2 separate regions of the Canis lupus genome follow, and region 1 is linked to region 2. The links are chromatin contacts, called in public Hi-C maps. All regions are on one chromosome and are shown on one strand. The core of a region is the stretch at or near the end of the contact, and the rest is flanking DNA. Distances in the headings are between cores, read along the strand shown.

Region 1 (6,037 bases), core at 2,320-4,819, 38 kb before region 2:
TGTCATCCTGGGGATCCGGGGTCCGTGAATGCTGTGTGACTTGGGGGAAATGACCCCTCCTGTCTGGCCCTCCTGTCGGTAGGTGTGATGGGACCTTGCAAGGATCACAAGGGCACCATGTCTGGTGTCCAATACCAACTCAGCGCATTTCTTTCCTTCTCTAACTGCCTCTCCCCGCTGTGTTTTACGGCTGGTCTGATGGTGTTTTTCACCAAGGCCCAAAATAAAAAGGAAATATGGAAATGGTGCACCACTTCTTTCCAAATGTTGACACAGATGCGCAGGACCTCAATCTGTTCTGAACCATCCAGGCCCCACATCAGGTGCTATGTCTCCACATCCAGTGGAAGCATAGGCTGAGGAGGCGTGTCCTGCCTCTTTTTTCCCCTGCCATAAAGGGAATGAGACACCCCAATCTCAACTCTGAAATGCCCCTGCTACACCCCTGCTGGCAGCGGAGACCTGTCCCCCAAACAATTCCATTTTCATGGGAAGACTGACTTCCAGAAGGCAGGGGACAGCCCATAGGACCACCCTTCTATGGCACGGACACCCATCTGTTCCATGGGGGGCCCAGGGCACACCCTCTGGGGCCGGGGGCCTATGTTCTCACCATGGCTTCCCCAAGGCACAGAGCCACACGTATGTCTCCATCCACTGCCCAGGATGCTAAGGGCCACCCGGCAGGGTGATGGGAGCACAGGGGAAGCACACGGGGCCCCCAGCACAGGGCGTGGTGTTGCAGGAATAGCCTTGCTGGGCAGTGGTCTAGACCACTGGGGCGCGGCCAGGGGTGGGGGTGCTGGTCCTTGAGCAGGGACCCGCTGGGTGTTGTTGCCAGGCCTTCCCAGAGCTGTGCACACACTGACAAAAAAAAATGGGGTGGTGGGGATTTAGGAGAGTTCAGTCCATTTGTGGGAATCCGGATTAAAGAAACTATACTCCATTCCTGGGGACTTTCAAATGCTACGTGAAGCGTGGCGCTCTGGGAAGGGGCAGGAGTGTGTGGCTTTTCCCCAACTGCTCTGTCCCATTCTTCCTTTTGAATTATGCATAATGGGCGGTAGGAAGTAGGGCTCAGGGGTGACTCTCTGTGACCTTGAAAAAGTCACTCTGCTTCCCTGGCCTTGGTTTCACTACCTGAAACTGATGCTCACACCCATCTCTGCCCTTCCTCCCGAGCAGCCTGGCATCTCCAGGACCAGGACGGGGCTCATTTCCCACCCCTCTCCAGGCCCCTGCTTAGCGTGGGTGCTGAGAGGGTCCTTCGGGGGCAGAAGTTGACTCCCCTCCTCCTGCTTCGCCACCCCGCAGGGGGCTGGCCAAAGGCCGCAGGCCCCGAAAGCTGTCCCGGGACACTCCAGCCAAACTCTGGGCCACGGACTTCCTCAAACACCACCTCCCGGGTTCGAGCCTCTGCACCTGGACTCATGCTGTCCCTTTGCCTTAGATTTTCTCTCCGCCTTTCTTCACCCCAGTGACCCCTTCTGTCTTGCCACTCCCCAGTGTCCTTGCCAATTTTCTGCCTGCTGGATCTGCCTGGTTCTGGGCCTTCGAGTGCAGCTCTGGGTTCATCTCTTCCCTCTTGCATTTCTATGCGTTGAGCCTCACGTATTTTGATGCTGTTGTTAGACACGTACATACACATTCAGGCGCGGCTACCTCTTCTTGGAGGATGGACTCTATCATTAGGCAAGGCCCCTCTTTGTCCCTGACAACTGCCCTGGCTCTGAACTCAGTTCTGTCTGAAGTTTTAATATAGCCACTCCTGCTTTCTTTGGATTAGTGCTAACCTGGAGTCCTCTCCACACCTTTCCTTTTAGCTTATGTATCTTTATATTTGATGGGGCTTTCTTGTGGACATCATACAGCTGGGGCTTGTTTGCAGATCCACTCTGACAACCTCTGTGCTTTAATTGGTGCGTTTATGATTTTTTTAAGATTTAATTAATTAATTAATTTATTTATTTATTGAGAGAGCCAGAGAGTTCACAAGTAGGGGGAAGGGCAGAGGGAGAAGGAGAATCTCAAGTAGACTCCCTGTTGAGCTCAGAGCCTGATGCAGGGCTTGATCCCATAACCCTGAGATCATGATCTGAGCCAAAATCAAGAGTCAGACACCTAACTGACTGAGCCACCAGGTACCCCCTTTAACTGGGGCATTTAGACCAATGGTGCTTAAATACTGATAAAATTGGATTCGTGTCTACTACTCTCCTACTGCTTCCCATATATTGGGTTGCTTTACTTCCTACTTCGCCTTCCAATTCAATTACTGTCGGAGTCTGACGTACCCGCCTGACTGAGGCTTTGATGTCGATCTTTCGTCTTTGATGGGCGATCTGGCGTCTTTCTGTCTTCTTTCTTTCTTATTTCTTCTGTTCTTCTTTCTCTTCTTATTTATTTGTCTTGTCTACTTTCTTTCTTCTTTTCTCTCTCCTCCACTCTTCCCCTCCCTTCCCCTCCTCGGCTCCTTTTCTCTTCCCTTTTGTCTTCCACTCTTTCTGCCTTCTCTGGTTTTAACTGGATATTTTGCATGACTCTGCTTCTTCTCCTCTCTGCCTCTCCAGATTTTACTGAGATGCACTTGGTCCGGGGACCCCAGCCGGCCTGCCTTTCTGTCTTCTTACTCCATACAGCAGCTTCCCCTCAGGACCGCTCAGCTTGTCCCCTGGATGGGACCTCCCACCCCTGCAAGGGCCCAAATGCCAGAATGCAGACGGGACCCTCCTGGAGAGCCTCAGGGAGCCAGGGAGCCTGGGGCCTGGGTCCCATTGCCTCATGCCTGTCTCCAAGGAGAGTGATGCTGGCCCTGAGGCAAGTGGAGAGATGGGAGGAGGCTTCGGAAGGAAGAGTTGTGGGGTAGTCTAGGTCATCACCTCAGGCAAGATAAGACCTTAGGGAGCCCAGGGAGCAGAACTGAAGGTCTATTCCACAAGGCACACACCATTCCTGGAGCTGGGAGTGTCTGACTTTGCTGTGGGGAGTCTGGGGATGATGGAGGCGAGACTTCTGCCCTCCAGAAGCTCAGTCTAATGGAGGAGGTGGGCACTTGACCCACCGTACCATGAAAGCCCCCACGGATTCCAGGAACCCAGAGATCTGGTCTTGAGAAAGTTCCAAAACCCAGCTCGGTACAGTGAGCTCAGCCTTGTCACATGACTCATCCAGCAGTGATGACGCTGCAGGGACCATATGGAGTCAGGTGATGGCAAAGCTAGAAGCCTTCCCGGAGGGAGTGGACTTGCAGCCTAGACCAGCTTCCATGACCTCTCAGGGCAGCAGACCTCCCTGAACTCACACTGCATATAAACGTGCAGCCGGCTTCCCACTGGCTGGCAACCCTCGGTTCTGAAGAGGCATCCTGATGTTTTCAGGGATGGGACCTGGGTGTGGGCAGGGGTGGCCACGGCAGGCCTTGTGAGGGGCAGGGCCCAGAGGGAGGAGGCCCTGAAAGGGGAATCAGATGAGGGCCCCCAAACCACAGACCCTCCTTGCTGTGGGGCCCGGCCCGCCCTCACCCACAGGAAGAGGGAGGGAGATGTGATGAGGAAGCTGCCACAGGTGCCGGGCGGGCTGAGATGCCCCGGAGGTGATGCCACCGCAGGGTCGGGGCCAGCAGGCTTCTGGAGTGCCTGGGCCCCTCCTGCTGGGCGTGGGCCTGAGTGCGTGAGCCCAGGGCACCCAGGGAGAGGCCCCTCGCGCGGGCGGCCCAGGGACGGGCAGTGCGGCAGGGAGGCCTGGGGCTGACCCCTGAAGGGACAGACAGGACATCTCGGGACAATTCACACGCTCAATGTCACATCTAGTTGGTTTGACAAAACATGGGAAAGAAGAAGTGAAATTTGTTAGCTGTACCGAGATCCATGCAGTTCACTTGAGGGGACAGTTTTGGTACCAAATTATCCCTGTTATGCAAATTTCCTCCCCAACCGGCTGGTTCCCAGTTGTGCACAGGGACCTCGGGGGCTGCATCTGCTTCCCGTGGTGCCGACTCACCGGGTGGCCGCAGCCCAGCTGCTGCCGGGGCGGGGGGACGGCAGCCAGGGGCCCAGGCACGGTGTCCGCCTCGCCGCTGACCTCGGCCTGGCCGAGGGGCGAACAGAGCGAGGGGACGTCCCACGAGGTCTGAGCCTGCCCCCAAGGGAAGCGCTGCCCAGACCCCGGCACCTCGCAAGTGGCGGGTCCAAGCTGAGGCGCCCGGCCCCGGGTTAGGGGCTCCTCCAGGGTCCCCGGGAGTGCCCGGACCCCCAGCCTGCGGCTTTTCCTCCAGCCTGTTGTCGCCGCTGCCCGGACCTGGTGGTGGCCTGGCCTCTGCACAGAGAAGGTCCGGGTGCCGCTCACAGCTGACTTGCCTCTTGGGGCCCGGCTCTCATCACCCACCCCTGCCCCCCGCTCCCCAGACAGGTGGCTCACCTGTCACTTTCCTTAGAGTCGGCCATCGCATGCTGGGGCCGTGCAGAGCTCAAACCTGCTCACCTGTTCCTGCCGCCCGTTGGCTTCAGTGCACCCCAACCTCTCTGGCCTCTCTGGGCTCTGTGGTCCAATGGCTCGTCTGGGCTCTGAGACCATTAGTGCCTCTAGGGGCAATGGCCGGGAGCCCCAGGAGATGGTCCCACCCTGGCTGCCATGGCCGTGGCCACTGCCGCACTCACCGGGCACCACTTCCCACGGTTCTGGAAGCTGCACATGTGAGGCCAGGCTCGGCCTGAGGACCCTCTTTTGGGGTCATGGCTTTGCCCTGGATCCTCGAGGACAAGGATCTCTTTGGGGCCCCTTTCGGGAGGCACTGGTCCCACTCCTGAAGGCTGCTGGGATTTCCAAGCATGGCTTAGAGGGAACACAAAGACTCAGGCCAGGGCAGGCACTGAGGGCGGTCCATGTCCTGTTGACACCGAGGATGTGGCAGTTAGTACATTAAAAAAAAAAGGGATCCCGGGGGGCTCAGCGGTTGAGCATCTGCCTTCGGCCCAGGGCGTGACCCCGGGGTCCCAGGATCGAGTTCCAAGTCGGCCTCCCCGCATGGAGCCTGCTTCTCCCTCTGTCTGGGTCTCTGCCTCTCTCTCTGTGTCTGTGTCTCTCATGAATAAATAAATAAAATCTTAAAAAAAAAAAAAAAGAAATCCCAGGGGCCCTGGGGGACTCAGTTGGTTAATCCCCTGACTCTTGATTTCAGCTCAGGTCATGACCTGAGTCCAGCCCCACGTCAGGCTCTCTGGGTCCAGCCCCACATCAGGCTCTCTGCTCAGTAGGGAGTCTGCTCCAGGACTCTCCCTCTCCCTCCGCCCACCCCCCTTTCTCAAATAAATAAATAAATCTTTATTTTTTTTTTTTAAGATTTTATTTATTTATTCATGATAGTCACACAGAGAGAGACAGAGAGGCAGAGACACAGGCAGAGGGAGAAGCAGGCTCCATGCACCGGGAGCCCGACGTGGGATTCGATCCCGGGTCTCCAGGATCGTGCCCCGGGCCAAAGGCAGGCGCCAAACCGCTGCGCCACCCAGGGATCCCAAATAAATAAATCTTTAAAAAAAAAATCCCAAACCACCCTGTTCATGGAAATCTCCTTCTAGTGGCAAGAACCCAAGGCCTCACCTCTTTGCTTCCATCTCCGCTGGATTCCCCCCCAAGGTCAGCAGCTTGACCCCCTGCTGGGTCCTCCCTGCCTCCCACTGCATCTCCCCTCCAAGCTCGAGGGGCTCCCTGTCGCCTGCATGGTCACCTCTTCACAGTCTCCTGGAGGCAGGAGCTGAGCACGTTTCCTTTAGCTCTGCTGCGGTGTGCGGCCTGCTGGGTGGCCCATCCCGTGTCCCCGCTGGGGCTCAGTGTTTCTGGGGGTGTGCGGACGGAGGTGCTGCCTGCATCCAGGGAGCACGCTGCTCTGCTGCAGGCCAAGGGGCTGGCGAGCCTGCGGTGGCCGCTCACTAGGCTGTGTCCTCCAATCTAGGCTTTATGGGTAACGTAGCAATTTATTTTGGTTTTCCATTCTCTGATCCCCTTGTCTCTCAGTTGTTTCAGACTCAAGAGGGGGAAG
Region 2 (6,805 bases), core at 3,247-5,746:
GAACTGACCCTCGCTTTCTCAAAAGTACACGTGCCAGAACCAGGGCTCCCGGTGCCAAGGAAGACGGATATTGCTGTGACCCGGTGGCCTGCTCTGCAGCATGTGGTGCTGGCGACTGGGTGGGCCCTTCCCGGTGAGAGGGCAGGGAGGGCGGGAAAGCATCGGGGTGACCCTCTGGGTGACGCGTGGCCACCTGCCGTGGGGGTGAAGCTTCGTCAGGAAGGAAGGAGGCGAGGGCGGCCTGGTGAGAAGCACAGCATGGGTGTCATCTTAAGTACCACGGGCGCCCTCCACCCAGACGTGCCACCAGCCATAATGTGACTTTCTCAGTGCTCTTATGCCATGTGGCAATTTCTTCGAGAATTGCAACAGAACCAAAGTACACACAGGAGGCTCCAGTGGCGCGAGAGCTGAGTAGGAGCGACCCTGAGACCCCGTGGACCCCAGGCACCGCCTGAGGGGAGGGGCCCGGCTCATAGACAGGAGCTCGGGACGCTGCTCACACAGTGGGTCTCTGGGGGAAGGAGCACAGAGAGCACCGCCGACCGCGGGGAGCCACACATGTCCCTGGGAGCAGACGCCGCCCACGTTTCCGGGTAGGAGTTGGGTGGCACATGCACGGTGTTCCGGGGCTGGAAGCTTGCTAGCACTCTGGGGACAGATGCCAGGCCACGTTAGCACAGGAATGGTCTGTAGGGACCAAGGGAGAAAGGACAACAGGGAGTGGCCAGGGGCACCGGGGACGTCACGGAGGGCCACAGGGTCCGCCACGGGTGCGCCAGGGCCAAGATAGGAGAAAGTTCTCTAAATCTGGGCAAGAAGCTATCTTTTTGTTTCCCTCTCTTTTAAGGATTCATTTACATATCTGAGAGACAGCAGGAGGAGGGGCAGAGGGAGGGGAGAGAGACCCTCCAGCAGACTCCCTTCAGCATTCCCATCTCTGTGGACAAATGCAAAGTGGGTGCTGGCCACGCAGGAGAGAGGGACTGCCCCCCACCGAGGAGGGTGTCCGTGGAAATGGGGTGTCCCCTCTGGCCAGGAGGACAACACGGGCAACGGGCTGATGATGATCTTCAGAGGCTCAGAGCGTGAACGTATCCTGATAAAGTCATGACACGCTGGTCTCAAAATTGCAATCTAACAGACATAAACGTCAAGTCCCCTAAGTTAAAATACACTTAAAAAACAAAAAAACACAAACTCAGGATGGGGGCGGTGTCGGCCTCACTCATTTAAAGGTGAAAAGGGTTTTGGGGGTTTTGGCTCAATTAGTGATGTGGCTGGAAAAAGGAAAAAAAAACAGAAGACGTAGCCTTGGAGTCCAGCACTGGGTGCAGGTCGTACGTGTCCTTTGAAAAGGACAAGCACAGTGTGAAGCGGTCAGAAGGAAGGAAGGACGTCAGTGAGGTCTGGACACTCCGCGGGCGTCCACGGGGCTGGACAAGCTCAGAGAAACAATTGCGGGGCTGAGAGGAGGAGGCTGGACGGGAGAGCGGGAGGCCAGGGCGGCCCTGCGCAGTGCGGCACGGCGGTGGCACCGGGGGGCAGGCTCCTTCTGCGGCCGGGCAGGTGGCCTCTCGCTCATGGAACCCGAGGGGGCGGTGGGGGCGGCGTCTGCAGACGTTTGTGTCTGTTCGACCACCTTCTGCATCTGCACGTGTCAGGGAGGACTCGTGAGGCCTGTCCAGTGCTGCGCTCCTGGGCCTGTTACGGTGAATCCCACCAGCCTGCAGAAGCCGAGGGCACCAGAGGCTGCTCCACCTAACGAAGGGCTCACGGCAGATGACTGACTTCATTGAAGCCGTCTACCTCCCGGCCTGGGACCTGGCAAGATTCCTCCTCTATCCCCTTGAGAAAGGCCAGCTGCGGCAGGACGCATCCTCCCGTCCTTCGTCATTGGTCTTCCTGAATGGCCCACGTCCACCTGCCCAGTCGGTTCCATGAAACAGCGGGTCTCCCCGTGTTTGTGTTCACTGTACTGCGGTCGGGCCTTCGGATGATGTTTCTGAGCCAACCGGGGCTCACGGTGACTGGCTGTGCCCTCCCTGGATTCCTAAACCCCTCCCCCGCTCCATCTTCACGGAGCTGGAACTGCTTAGGCGACCATCGTGTCTAGGAGATGCTAGGCTCTAGCTCAGTGTGGGGATTCTACTCATAAATATTTTGCAACTCCATCCATCCACCACTTAGAAAAATGTTGAACTCAGTATAATACTGAATTGAAGCGATTAAATATAGAACATGAGCTGAGACTCCGGCGCTTCTCCACCCCCGAACGCTCTGGCTCAGGCCTAACCTTGCGGCTCTTCTGCCGCCGACTACCGGGAGTGCACGGACAGGGGCCCCATTTCATTATTTAATAAATGAGGCTTATATTAAGAGCGGATGTCTTCGAATCTGGAAGAGTCAAGGCTACTTTCCTTCTCAGATGCGGTTTTCCATGAGGAAAAAATCAAAGTATTCTTGTTACATAACGTAGAGGCTGCCTATGTTATCAGTAACACAGCAGACCTAAGAGAGACCCCCAGGTCCCTACGGCCAGGTGGAGCTCAGCCCATAGACAAGTTTGGCACTTGGAGAGTCTGGAGAGTCCAGGGAGCTCAGGGTCAGTGGGGCCGAGGGGCCTCCATGTGCTGCCAAGCACTGCACGAACTCATGAATGATTAAACCATTTTAATGCATAGATATAAAGTGCCCTGGCAGTCCCCCCGGCAGATGGGCTGCGCTTCCTCCCCGTGCTCCGTGCCCTTCTGGAATACATCTTCCTGTTTACTGGTAAGGTAAAAGTTGGGCCCTCTGACTGTGCTTTTCCACGGAGAAGACATTCTGGAATCATCCCTAGAGTATGAGTTTAAGCCACTACCTATCGAGCCTCGAGGGCTCCCTACCATGAACGAAAAAAAAAGGGAGACAGAAATATTTCTGCAACCAGTGACTAGCAAGCAAAACTCAAAAAAGGGAATGAACCACACTGACAAGGGGTCTTGAATGAGCGTAATTAAATTAAAATTTAAGATGAAGAGGCAGTCTGTAGATGTTTTTCTGCTGCCTCTAAGAGAGATTTAGGAGAACTTTTAAGCATCTTTAAGCTCATAAAGCAACTTGTTATAACTTCTATCATTTAAAACATAGAGGTTTGAGGGGGGGCGCGTGGGTGGCTCAGTCCGTTAAGGGTCTGACTCTTGATCTTGGCTCAGGTCATGGTCTCAGAGTCATGAATTCAAGACCCGTGTGGGTGCCACATCCAACAAAAACCAAAAAAAACAAAGAAAAAAAGCCCCAATAAAACGTAGGGGTATTTTTCTTGTGAAGATGCACGATGAGGCACATTTTTATCATTCTTTGATACCTTTGGCCTCTAAATGCAAAGAAGTCAGAGGCAGAGGAGGAGGAGTCTGACAAGGTCATGACTTACAAGCACGTGTATGTTTTCCTCAGGTGACTAGGAACAGAAACTGGGATGGAGGAGGTAGCAGGGTCAGACAGGTCATGTCTTTAATTTTCATAGAAGGAAAACAGACGAGGAGGGGTGACTGGGGCAATTCTCCACCCTGCGCAGCAGGCGGCGGTGTCGGCGCAGGGCAGCTGGGTTGCTGGGGGCGGGGGAGGCGGGAAGTCCTCCAGGTGCACAGCCCTCTGTGCAGGGGGGAGGGGGAGGGTATTCACAGTCTGGGGAGCTGGGAGGGGGTGGGGAGGAAGGAGAAGCCATTTGCATAAACGTCTAGACTGGCATCTATCAAAACATGTATCATCGACCTTATAAAATCTGCACGTAGCACGTATGTTTACGTGAGCACATCACCGAATGCTTGCCCCGGAACCTCCCTCGGGTTTAGTGAAAACATCTCAGAATGTGTTTTCTGACTTGTAAGTGCATCTGACTTCTCAACCTCGCAGCAGCGTGAGGGCTCACCTCCAAACCTCTCTGTCCTGGCACCTTTGTGTTTTATGGGATTGTATGAGCACCCACACGCACATACGTGCACATATGGACACGTATACCCGCATCCGCGTCTCCCAGAGATAAATCCCAAGCTCTTGTTTCCAAGTTGAACCAAAGGAAGCTTGGTTAGAGAAAGATCTCGACGACGTTCACGTCCTGGGAAAGCAATCACCAATCTGGGTTGTTGCTAAATCCTTTAGACGTCAAATAGTTTTGATGAGCAGGATGTCAGAAGACTACTTTTACCGTTACTGACACCTTTTGGGGTTGTGCCTGGATCAGCAACTGCTGCGGTGTTAACGAGCACACCCTGTTTGCTGGTGTTGCTTTACAGCAGCGAGGAATTTACTAGTGCAGGCTCGGAGGCCGTCGGTCCAAAGGAGGCGACCAATTCAGGTTCCTTTAAATATTTTAAAGCATTTTTAAGAAATGTTTAAAAAGCACATTCTAGTCCCTAAAATGCTCCCTCCAAGCCGCTGCCCTCACCTATCTATGGGTTCTCATCTCCCCAGACCTAAAAATGAAATCAACATCTGCTTTTGGTTTTAACAGCTCAGATCAGGAACGTCCTGTGCGCACCAGGCACTAATGTGTGTGCTCGGGCAGCGAGGTACCGCACCGCAGCCTAACGGCCCCGAGCCCCGGGATGTTTCTCTTCTCGGTTCTGAAATTAATACCTCAGAGCAACAGAAGGAGAGTGTGTATCTTCCTCCCGTCCCACAGATTTGCAAAAGTCATTGTGCGAATACGTTGGGCTGTCTCATGGGGAGAGGAAGTCTGGCCATCCCCACGCTCACTCGCAAGGGGACACTCAGCGTGGTAAGGGCAGGGCTGATGACCGGCTTTGGCAGAGCAACAATTCAGTGCTTGCGTCCCTTCTACCCCTATTACCCCACAGCCACAATGAAAGGCATGATCCACAGTGCACCTTCCAACGGTCCCAAGGGTTACACATGCACTTTACTGGGTCAGCAATGCCCTGGACGGCAGACATGGAATGGCCAGGATGGGGAGAATCATGCATTCACAATATTTACACCATGGAAATGGAGTATGGAATGGATACGTGTTTCTGTTTTCCAGAAGCAAGGCATATACTTACGGGAGAAAGATTTGGGAATTAGTGCGTGAAAATCCCTAAAGCCATCGGCCCCATATACAACTGCAATTAAGAAGGAGAAAAGAAAGCTGGCTTTTGATAGTGTTCACGAGATAGAGTAAGCATCTAAAAACAAGGGTTGGGAAAAAAAAATTAAAAAAAAAATAAAAACAAGGGCCAGGGATCCCTGGGTGGCCCAGGGTGTGGTCCTGGAGATCCAGATTGAGTTCCGCATCGGGCTCCCTGCTTGGAGACTGCTTCTCCCTCTGCCTGTGTCTCTCATGAATAAATAAATAAAATCTTAAAAAATAAAAAATAAAAATAAATAAAAACAAGGGTCATCTTTTTTTTTTTAATTTTTTTTTTATTTATTTATTTATGATAGTCACAGAGAGAGAGAGAGGCAGAGACACAGGCAGAGGGAGAAGCAGGCTCCATGCACCGGGAGCCCGATGTGGGATTCGATCCCGGGTCTCCAGGATCGCGCCCTGGGCCAAAGGCAGGCACCAAACCGCTGCGCCACCCAGGGATCCCCATCTTTTTTTTTTTTTTAAAGAAAGTATTATTGCTCAAAATCATTAGTTAGCCACTAATCCGCTAATGCTGAGCCTTCACTCAGGCACCTGGAAAGTAACCCAGGGGTGCCAGGAGCAGGGCCGTGACACGCAGAGGTCTGAGCTCCCGGCACGTTTGCACAAGCTCTGCTGTGCTGCGCATCCTAGGGCTGGTAGCCGAGAACACACGCTGGAGCCGCGAGGAGGTTTTGGGCAGGACTGGTGGGCACGGACCCTAGGTCTGGGCACCGCGGCACAGCTTGTCCCAGGACAGCGCGCATCTTCACAAAAGCAGTGTGTTTCTTGCCGGGCTGAATTGTGCGGCAAACGTTCTTTATTTTCAACATTTCTTAGAAAGTGTTCGTAGAGCATCAGAAATGTTCTCACGACCCACTGAGTGGGGGAAAAATGAGTGTTTTTCCCTCGCTCAAGAAGAGCTATCAATGTCTGTGGGTATTCCTTATCAGCCGCCTTCGTAAATGTTATCAGCGCCTTGAATCTCCAAGTTCTTGTTCTGTTTTTATAGGTCAGAGCTTCCCACCATGTGCCGAGACCTGGAGGCTTAGCAGATACCGCCCACGTGCACACATGCAGCCGTGCGTGCATGCACACACATGCACCGAGTGTGCTCCCCAAGGGTGGCGTCCCCATGTCTATCGGAGCTGTGAGCACGGCGTAGCTGCAACTAAACTTGTTGGGCCACCCCCTGAATTAGTGGAGGGGGGACGCCCCCCATCCCCCAGTGTCTCCAAGAAACAGACCTTGCTAAAACTGCGGCGAGCTTCCAAACTTCCCCGGTCACAGAGCCTCCCTGCTCTCCCAGGAAAAGTCCATTAAAACAGTGGGCGGCGTTTGGGAGAGGCTCACAAAGCTGTTCCTGGAAGCGACCCCCTTAATTATGTCCTAACCACCCCTCAGGCCTCCTGACTCATGCCGCCCGTGACCGTCTGCACCTAACGGAGGCGGTCACTACCGTGCTGCCCCTCAAACGGGCAGGTGAGCGGCCGCTTGCTGGGCGCACCTGAGCTCGGCGTCCGCGGCCAGCCAGTGAGGAGATGCCAGTTTCACAGTGACCTTGGCGCTGACCTCCAACTTGTCAGGTCAACTTCTCCAAGGCCCGTGTCTGTACGCACCGGGCTGGCCCATCCACCTAACGGGAGAGGGGGCAAAGTCTTGCCTTTTAAAAAGGAGGGCATGACAACACTGGGT

The links. Hi-C and Micro-C count contacts between places; a contact is called where the count stands out from the background.
Region 1: a Hi-C map of blood shows a contact between it and region 2, with 1.7 times the contacts expected there. The contact joins two enhancer-like sites.

The regions. Positions count from the first base shown.
Region 1 is chr18:1,921,208-1,927,244 of UU_Cfam_GSD_1.0, reverse strand. No RefSeq gene overlaps it. Among named protein-coding and RNA genes, the nearest start is that of FIGNL1, 36 kb to the left of the region's middle. Within about 2 kb of position 3,569, at least 3 of the 20 cell types and tissues checked have an H3K27ac peak or open chromatin away from gene starts, as enhancers often do. A contact at or near this core is called in blood, where this site is marked.
Region 2 is chr18:1,883,807-1,890,611 of UU_Cfam_GSD_1.0, reverse strand. The region is part of intron 3 of IKZF1 (DNA-binding protein Ikaros); the gene reads right to left. Among named protein-coding and RNA genes, the nearest start is that of IKZF1, 60 kb to the right of the region's middle. Within about 2 kb of position 4,496, at least 2 of the 20 cell types and tissues checked have an H3K27ac peak or open chromatin away from gene starts, as enhancers often do. A contact at or near this core is called in blood, where this site is marked.